2 separate regions of the Mus musculus genome follow, and region 1 is linked to region 2. The links are chromatin contacts, called in public capture Hi-C maps. All regions are on one chromosome and are shown on one strand. The core of a region is the stretch at or near the end of the contact, and the rest is flanking DNA. Distances in the headings are between cores, read along the strand shown. Region 1 overlaps Hmbox1 (homeobox containing 1). Region 2 overlaps Gm36924 (a long non-coding RNA gene).

Region 1 (4,607 bases), core at 1,048-3,547, 280 kb after region 2:
ACTGGCTTGCTTGTTTGTTTTCTTTTTATTTTTTGGGTTCTTTGAGACAGGGTTTCTCTGTGTAACCCTGGCTGTCCTGGAACTCACTCTGTAGACCAGGCTAGTCTTGAACTCTGCCTCTCAAGTGCTAGGATTAAAGGCATACATCACTACTGCTGCACTCTGATGCATGCACACTGATTAACCTACACAGTATCTGCAATTTTGAGACTGTACCTATATATCAGTGTTTTTAATAGAAACAAGATCTACATTCATCAACAAACTTTGTAATTTCTCATGCGTTCAAGGCATGCTTTCTCTGAGTCACTACAGGCAGGTAACCACAGTCACTCAATTCTACAGACACTAAGTGCCTGCCAGTGCTGACCAGTGAGCTTAACTCAGACTGTGATTTGTCTCACGGCAGAACATTATTCGTATTGTTCCCGCTCAAGAAAAACAGCACCATGACTTACAGCATGCTAAACATACTGATTTTTCATGTTAATTATTTTAGTTAAAAGCACTCTGAAGGCAGCACTTTAAGAAGGGCACTTTCATAAGAGCAGGAGATAGAACTCCCATGAGAAAGGTACCCCTGCCCCCATACCAGAGGAAGGAAGACATTCTTATCGGGAGTCCAGGATGGAAGCAATCTACACAAACAAACCCTGTTCAACTAACCTTATCTGCTTAGTCACTCTTCCAAGATTAGCTGCCTTGATTGAAAGCTTTTTATTTGTCTAAGACAGCTTTTGGTTCTAACTGCTTCTTGGGGCCCTCGTTTTTTCTTGGGAGCGCTCCCATTGGGGAAAAAAATCACCAAATAAAATGTGTGTGCTTTTCTCTCAGTAACATGTTAGTTTAGTTCTAAGGCTCAAAGAGGCTGGAGGAGATATGTATCTCTCCTATATTGTGAGAGAAAACCATCTCCTTTTTTCTCTCACCCCCTGCTTATTTTCTGTTGCAAGGGCATTACTGGAACAGTCATCAAATACAATCAGATGCTCACAAAGCTAGTTCACCAAAAAGACAAGCCCAGAGTACACACCAAGGACTAAGAACACACAATGGCAACAACAAATAACCCCTGCAGTTATTAAGTAAAAAAAAAAAAGGGTGATAACATTCAAATGATAATGCCTATAACTTTCTACCTAGCAATTCCAGTTCTGGAGATAGACCCAAGAAGACAGTCACACAGGGGGCAAGGTAACTTCAATTCAAGGTTATTCTTTTCAGCACAAAAGATCAGAAATAATCGCCGGGCAGTGGTGGTGCACACCTTTAATCCCAGCACTTGGGAGACAGAGGCAGGCGGATTTCTGAGTTCGAGGCCAGCCTGGTCTACAGAGTGAGTTCCAGGACAGCCAGGGCTATACAGAGAAACCCTGTCCCGAAAACAAAACAAAAAAGAAAAAAAGAATTTCCCATTGGAGACAACAGCTAGAACTCAAAGGTAAAGTACTTAGCTAGTATTCAGCAGGTCCTGGGTTCAAGCCTATGTACTCCACATCTACAGCATTTTGCCTTGGAGTTCAAAGTGCTAGTTCAACAGGAAGCTAGGGGTGGAGTGGGGATCAGGAAACAAGACAATGAAAGAAATGGCATCCTTTGCCATCTGGCTCTTTGGACTGGTTGTGAGCTCTGAAGAAGTAAAAGGGTAGATTCAAAAGATAAAGATCTTTTCAAGATAGGGGCAGACTGAAACTGAGCAGGAAGGAGGGATCTCGAAATCTGCCTTGGGCTTCTGGTGCTAAAGGCTGAAGCTCTGAACATACATTCCCAGCATGGCCCGGCTGTCCCTCACAGGGGACCCAAATGCAGAGACAGTAAGGAGGTACCACAAAGGAACAGAATAAAGAAGGCTGTGAGCAAAAATTCTTCACTTCTTGGCTGTGTGTGGTGGGTGGCACACACCTTTAATTTGGGAGGCAGAGGCAGGTGGAAGTCTGAGTTCAACGCTGGCCTGATCTACAGAGTGAGTTCCAGTACAGCCAGGCTATATAGAGAAACCCTGTCTTGAAACCACAAAACAACAACAGCAAAAAACTCTTCATCTCTGTCCTCAAATCCATGCACCATTCCACTCAGGGGGTCCTCAAAATCCTCATCAGGCTCTAGAAGCTTGGTTGTGCAAGCAGGAAGTAGCTGCCACATTCCAACTGTCCCCAGGCCCTGAAGCCCAGACACAGTTTCACAGCAAATCTCTAAACATGTGATACAAAGAGGAAAAGAAACAGAAACCAGCACTCCAAAGAGAAAGCCAAAAGGAATGTCAGGGCATTCTAAAATGTGGCCCTATTGCTCACCACACGGGAAGTGGAGGAACCATGAGGATGAGCAAAGAGGTCACTCGAGCTCTGCTGGGATCCACACTTACTCTACAGAGTACAATCCTTCAACCACTTTAAAATACTGCTTTTCTAGCCATCAAGCAATGATGTGTGTTCTTGATTCTATGCCTGTGCGTACCCCTGCCTCCCAGATTGTTCACATTAAAAAGAAGGACAATTAGAAGAATGATAAGAGAGCTGGGGAACACACCGGAAGGCATAAGCATATCCTTGTAACACGCTGGCAGAAAATTACAGAACAGTCAAATACAGAGTTGCTTCCTTTTTTAAAAGTTAAAGACATCTTGCCCTATTCTAAAAATATAACAAAGTATTTATCTTAATTCAACTTTCAGTTTTCCTTTTTCAATTTTGTCCAGAATTAAAATAATATATACAATCCACGTATGCCCTATAGCACAAAAATAATAGTTCTAAATATACAGATGTGCCATTTTTAAGAGATGGAGTTTGTACTAAAACCATAATACTTGCTAAACCATTAAAAAAAAAAAACAAAACCAGAAACCAAAGGCCATCTTTAGGTAATGTGAATTCATATGTGAAGATGAATATTGCCAGGAAGAAGTGTGTTTCTAAGAGTAGCAGGGAGTGACTTCAGAGACTCTGAAGATGAAACTCCATGTTGATATGAATCCGTGGGGTAACAGACACGAAACCAGCATAACTCATTTACTATACCCTGTTTGTCGTCTACCTATCTCAGGAGCTAGGTAGTTTAATTTTATGTTTGATCCTTATATTTTTCATACACCTTCATGTATTCATTTGAAATTCAAATGCCCCACAATGTAGGTAAGGCAGGTTTTACAAACACTTAAACACGGGAAATTTTTAATTTTAAACAAAGCAAAATAATGTGTAACAGAGACATTTTATCCTACTTTTTTTTTTTTTTTTTTTTGGGTTTTTCGAGACAGGGTTTCTCTGTGTAGCCCTGGCTGTCCTGGAACTCACTTTGTAGATCGGGCTGGCCTTGAACTCAAAAATCCGCCTGCCTCTGCCTCCCGAGTGCTGGGATTAAAGGCGTGTGCCACCACGCCCGGCTTATCCTACTTCTACTTCTCCAAACGCCACCTTCTGTCTTCACTGAAAATACTTCTCCTGCCCATTCACCTTCCCTTCACTAAGCAGCGTCTTCTGCCTCAAGTTACTAGCAGAGTTCTTACTCCATCAACTTCGCATTCCAGACAACAGACTCTGCTATCTATTCCTCATTGCAGTGGTTGGGAAATGGAGGTTGGGAAGTGTTGAAATGTGACTGTGTACAAATCAACCTGCCACATCTGGCTTTCTCTGCAAAACAGAAAATGATGCCTAGAGCTCTAACCTAATAGGACAAGCACAGATCTAACTAAACAAAGCTTTAGAAGCTACCAGACTTCTGTAACATTAAGACTGTGTGAGAATGACACTCTAGAAATAAATGTCATGTACAAGGGCTACAGTAAGACAAAGTATTTACACTAAGGGGTAGCATTCCATTCTCTCTTCATTTCTTTACAGTAACTTCTTTGTGGAAAGTCAACCCATTAATAAAACCTAGGCCAAAGGCCACCAGCTTGGTGAACTCTTCCTTTATTCCTTAAAAGTGATAAAGCTCCCTGCGTGAGATAACCTGATGACTTGTGAATGGAGTTAGCAGATCCCTTAGTTTCATGAACTGTCTGGGTGAACTAGGAAGCCACTGGTATAATAAAGCCGGAGTCACTCAGACGTGAACATGTCTACATGACACAGGGAACTCATTAAAACAAACACGGGTTCCTCAGCCTCGGTGGTCAGAACCCAGTAAATTGTGATCTCTATGCCAACTCCCACTCTCCTTCAATTCTCTTACAGTCTGCATGTCCCCTCCTGCAATGGCGGCTCTTTTGCACAAGATATCCCTCTTGTCTGGGCTTGATAGTTCTTCTTTCTTTATGTGATACCTAGCCTTCAGACCCGTACTTTATCATTTCCCAAGGGACCCCTTCCTGCCAACCTGACAAGGCTAACTCCCCACAGTCTAAGCTCTCATAGCGCCTGGCAGTACCCCATGGAGGTGCAGCTCTGCATCTGCATGGCTATTTAAGTAATACTCCTCACTACACTGGAAGCTTCAGGAATGTCTCTGTTCTCTATTATGTTCCTTTTACCCAAGATAGTTCCTGGAGCATGGCTGTTACTTAGTTAAAAAAAAAAAGAAAAAAGAAAATAGTGAGTGAGGAGACGAATAATGATCTACAAATATTTCAACAAGCATTGAACCAGGAGTTCCAGATCAAT
Region 2 (4,923 bases), core at 1,707-4,206:
GAAACTGGCCTGCCTCTGCCTCCTGAGTGCTGGGATTAAAGGCAAGTGCTATGATAACCAGTCTATGTTATGTTTTCTTAAGTCTCACTATGTGGTTCAGGCTGGCCTAGAACTCATTGTATAGTCCACGTCTGGACTTGAACTTGTAGCCCCCTGCCTTTATACCCCTCTCCCAATTGCTGTGATTGTATGTAGGCAGATGATCCCCAGATCTACATGCTATATTAAAATGACTTGCCTTATTAATTGCCTCTGTCAAATAGATGTATGTGACTTTGTTTATCAGCACTATGTATGTAACAGAAAATAAATAATAGAATAAAAGACACAAAATAACCATATTTTTCATGTTTTATATTTAGCAATAACATATATAATTTTTATAGATTACATATAGAGTTTTTGTCTAATACAATTATGTCCTGGCTGTCCCTCTAAAAAAAGACAGTCACCTTACTCAAACTAAAGCCAAGGCACTAACATTTAAACACTTGCCAAATCGGCTGTGAAATGGCTTGTGAATAAAGGTAATTTGCCTTTGCCAGCAAGCTGGAGGACATGAGTTTGATCCCCTGAAGCCCGTATCGTGGAAAGAGAGCTGACTACCACAAGTTGTCTGACCTCCATGTGTGCATCTCCTCAAATTAGTGAATGTAAAATAACTCTTTTTTTTTTTTTTAAAGTCTGTCAAGTTGTTAGGTGGAAAAAAAATGATATGTCAAAGTTGTGTTTAAACAATGGCTTTGGTATGTCATGTTGAGCAAGATTTGAAGAGCCTGGCTGCTGCTGAGTGTGGCTTTCTTGGGGAGCCTGATCGTTCTCACATGCTTAGTGGCTAGCACAGAACTTCCGTTGGAAACAGTCAGTTGAGTAACCTCTGCCAAAATTCCTCTTGACCTCTGTGTGGCTTTTTTGATTTGTTAAGACTCCTTTAGGACTTTAACCCTGAGTGTAGCACTAACTGCAGATTTGTCCCAATTTGTAGATTATAGTAGTATATGCACACCGGCAAATGTTATTGTTGTTGTTGTTGTCGTTCTTTCCTTTTCTTTCTTTTGAGACAGGGACTCACATAACACAGGCTGGTCTTGAACATAGCAGCCAGTTTTGGATGGTCTCAAACTCCTGATCCTCCTGCTTCCATGCTGAGAGGACCAGGATAGATGCAGGACATCACTGCCTGGCTAAAGGTCTATGTTTTCTGAATGCCATTTTCAATTTGTTCTGCAGGAGTCGCTTTCACACAGTGAAAGAGAAAAGTCTGTGCTGGTCAGATGACTCGGTGGATAAAGATGTTTGTTACCAACCCTGATGACCTGAGTTCCACCCTGAAGCCCCACGTAGTAGGAGACAACTGAGAGCCTCTGACTTCCACATGCATGCACTTTGCAGTAAGTATGCAACACCCCACCCTACCAATGAGAGAATGGATGAATAAATAAATAAATAAATAAATAATCACATGTTTTGTTTTGGAAATAGGGGTTACAATGTAGCCCAGCTGGCCCCAAACTGGCAAAGATCCACCAGTCTCTGCCTCCCAAGTGCTGAGATTAAAGTGAGCCATTCTCTGTTCATTGCTAGCTGTGGCATTGGGTGAGCTAGCCCTGGCAGTGCTGAAGAGCTTGCCCTGGTTGTGTGGGTGTGAGAGGCTGGCCGGTTGACTAGTTCAGCTACTACTTAGGCCCAGATCCAGGGCTTTGAGTTGGCCCACCCCAACATCTACCCCATCTATGAACTGCTGGAGCATGTCAAAGAGCCAGTCCTACAGATTCAAAGCTGCAAGATCTCTATGACACAGGGCAACAACATATCTGAGAGGAGTCCCAGTGAGGAACCAATATTGATGGGGTAGCAGAAGCCAGGGGCTTCAAATCAGATCAATGAGTCACTGCAATGAACATTTGCAAATGAAGAAGTGTGGACAAGAGGGTATACTGCGGGACACACTGTGACACACTACAGCTTCCACAACGAGATTTTTTTTTTCCTTTGGGGAGGCAGGTTGCAAGGGGGAAGGGTGCGTATGAAGGGACAGATTGATGAATGGGATTGGGGTATGTCTTAGTTACGGTTTTACTGCTGTGAACAGACACCATGATCAAGGCAAGTCTTATAAAAAAACATTTAATTGGGGCTGGCTTACAGGTTCAGAGGTTCAGTCCATTATCATCAAGGTGGGAGCATGGCAGTATCCAGGCAGGCATGGCACAGGCAGAGCTGAGAGTTCTATGTCTTCATCCAAAGGCTGCTAGTGGAAGACTGACTTCTAGGCAACTGGGGTGAGAGTCTTAAACCCACACCCATGGTGACACACCTACTCCAACCAGGCCACACCTATTCCAACAAGGCCACACCTCCAAATGGTGCCACTCCCTGGTCCAAGAATATACAAACCATCACAGGGTACATGATCCAAAATTCACAAAGAATCAATAAAAAGTTAAATAGAAGGAGAAGAAGGAGGAAGAGGAGGAGGAAGAGAAGAAGAAGAAGAAGAAGAAGAAGAAGAAGAAGAAGAAGAAGAAGAAGAAGAAAGAAAGAAAGAAAGAAAGAAAGAAAGAAAGAAAGAAAGAAAGAAAGATGCTATGCTTGATTCAAATAAATAAAAGTAATTTAAAAATAAAATAAGTAATGCCCGGTCTCTATCTGTTCCTGAGTTGAGTCCTTGCTCTCCCAACACAGACGACTCTGGGCGAGTTCCTCAAAACTCAATGTATCCATGAAGATTTCTTTGCTTGAGATTCACTTGTATTTTTTCTCTAGTTTTCTACACATGCCTCGTGTTTGCCTAGACTAGCGATTCCTGGTTAACTCGGTCTCTCTTTCTGAGGAGACCTTGTTCCTTCCCATGAAGACGCAGGACATGGAAGATGCAGGGTGTGAGCAGAACACAGCTGTGCCTCTGTTTCTGGCCTGCCTCAGCTGCCTGGGAATGAGTCATGGGCGGCCCTGGGAGGTTCCCTGGCTCCTGGCTTTCTGGTAGGAAGAACAGCTTGCAGGCTGCAGCCCAGCTGAAACCAGTCTCCCTTCTTGCGTGGCACAGACAGACGAACCCTGTGACACTTCCTGTGTGTGACTATTACACAGCCCCTTGGCCTCAGCTGTCTTGGTTTTTTTTCTTTAACTGTTTCATGTCCCCTGGTTAGAAAACTTTGCCGTTAAGTGGCTTCTGTCCTGGTCTGGGCATTTTCCCTGTCTTCCCTTTGCTTTGAACCAAGGAAGGCTCTGGAACCCCACCCTCAAGCTTCCTGACTGCACCTATTCCATCAAGGTGACTCAGAGTGGATTTTTTTTTCTTCCTCCTAAGTTCAGGCCTCACCCCTACCCACCAGCCACCAAAGGTGACACAGTCCTGGGAAAACAAGCTCTTAATTACTGGCCCAGTATCATGGGAAAGATTCTACGGGCTTCCTTTTAGAGGCATAATTATCTTGAAACAACAACAACAACAACACTTTATTTTCTATATTTTGAAACAGGATCTTGCTTCATGGCCCAGGCTGGCCTTAAACTTCTGTTCTTCTACCTCTATCTCTTAAGTATGAGGATGATCAATGTGTCAGAGCCAAGCCTGGTTTTATTTGATACTGAGATCCAATCCAGGGTTTTGAGTGCACTAGGCAAGCACTGTCGGTTGAGCACCCCCAGTCCCAATCTTCTAAACGTCTGGTTTTGCTTGTTGGTTGGTTGGGTTTTTTGTTTTTCCTTTCCTTTCCTTTCCTTTCCTTTCCTTTCCTTTCCTTTCCTTTCCTTTCCTGGGCCTCACACCTAAGGCTTCACTTATGCTAAGCACGTATTGTGTCGCTGAGCTGTACCCCTACTCCCTTTACATTTATTTATTGTGTGTGTGGGGGGGAGGCACTTGCACGCCACAGATTGATGGTAGAGGTCAGAGAACAATTTACAGAAGTCAGTTCTTTTCTTCCCACTGTGTGGGTTCCAGGGGTCAAACTCAGGTCATCGGGCTTGGCAGCAAGTGCTTTTATCCACTGAGCCACCTTATTCTAGAATGTAGAACACAACATGTTTGTTTTGTGGTTCTTGATTGAGAAAAAAAAAAAAAACCTTTGCATTGATTAGTTATATATGTAACCAGTATTGACTAGAGTGACTATGCTTGTCTAAAAATGTCAGTAGTGGATCCAGGGGTGAAATCATCAATAGGGATTCCTCTCTGACATCAGCCTGCCCCCCCCCCCTCTCTCTCCAGGGTTTCTCTGTATAGCCCTGGCTGTCCTGAAGCATACTTTAGGCCAGGCTGGCCTCAAACTCAGAGATCTGCCTGCTTTTGCCTTCCGATTTGCTGGGGTTAAAGGTGTGCACCACCACAGTTGGAGTATTCATTCAGAATTTTGCCATTTTCTTCCTCTCTCCACCATTGACTTTTTTCTTTGGTGGTCAGGATTGACCCAGTTTCAAGGGGTTTGGCCTCTTATTCAAGGTATTGAAATAAAAGCTCAGGACAATTTTTTCAAAAGGATTAAGAAAACTTTAAAGCAGCCGGGCGTAATCCCAGCACTTGGGAGGCAGAGACAGGAGGATTTCTGAGTTCCAGGCCAGCCTGGTCTACAAAGTGAGTTCCAGGACAGCCAGGGCTACACAGAGAAACCCTGTCTCGAAAAAAAAAAAAAAAAACCCAAAACAAACAAACAAACAAAAAACAAAAAAAAAAAAAGAAAGAAAAAGAAAAGAAAAGGAAAAAGAAAACTTTAAAGCAAAACAATAGAAAAGATCAAGCTATAGCACAAGGAAGCTGTGGCCACATGGGAGTGCTCAAGGGCACTAATTGTGGCCTGGGGCTTCTTCCATGGGGCTCTAGAGAAGGAGGATCTTGGTTACTAGTGATGGTCATTCTCTGCTTTGACAGACAGATTATAACAGAATCTTTTATCTGCTGTACATGTCTTGTCCCACCACCCT

The links. Capture Hi-C pulls out chosen DNA fragments and counts their contacts.
Region 1: a capture Hi-C map of bone marrow-derived macrophages shows a contact between it and region 2, with 6 times the contacts expected there. The contact joins two enhancer-like sites. A contact is called at or near these places in 2 of 39 promoter capture datasets (the C10 cell line and the HPC-7 cell line), 1 of 15 datasets of contacts at CTCF or cohesin (large pre-B cells), 2 of 484 Hi-C or Micro-C datasets (cerebral cortex and nephron progenitors) and 3 of 9 other capture datasets (adipose tissue, bone marrow-derived macrophages and liver).

The regions. Positions count from the first base shown.
Region 1 is chr14:64,913,819-64,918,425 of GRCm38.p6, forward strand. All of the region lies in intron 1 of Hmbox1 (homeobox containing 1), which reads right to left. Among named protein-coding and RNA genes, the nearest start is that of Hmbox1, 34 kb to the right of the region's middle. Within about 2 kb of position 2,298, at least 92 of the 459 cell types and tissues checked have an H3K27ac peak or open chromatin away from gene starts, as enhancers often do. A contact at or near this core is called in adipose tissue, bone marrow-derived macrophages and liver, where this site is marked.
Region 2 is chr14:64,636,770-64,641,692 of GRCm38.p6, forward strand. Gm36924 (a long non-coding RNA gene) reads left to right here. Exons shown (of 3, transcript XR_383509.2): 3 at 1,231-1,416. Among named protein-coding and RNA genes, the nearest start is that of Kif13b, 13 kb to the right of the region's middle. Within about 2 kb of position 2,957, at least 206 of the 459 cell types and tissues checked have an H3K27ac peak or open chromatin away from gene starts, as enhancers often do. A contact at or near this core is called in adipose tissue, bone marrow-derived macrophages and liver, where this site is marked.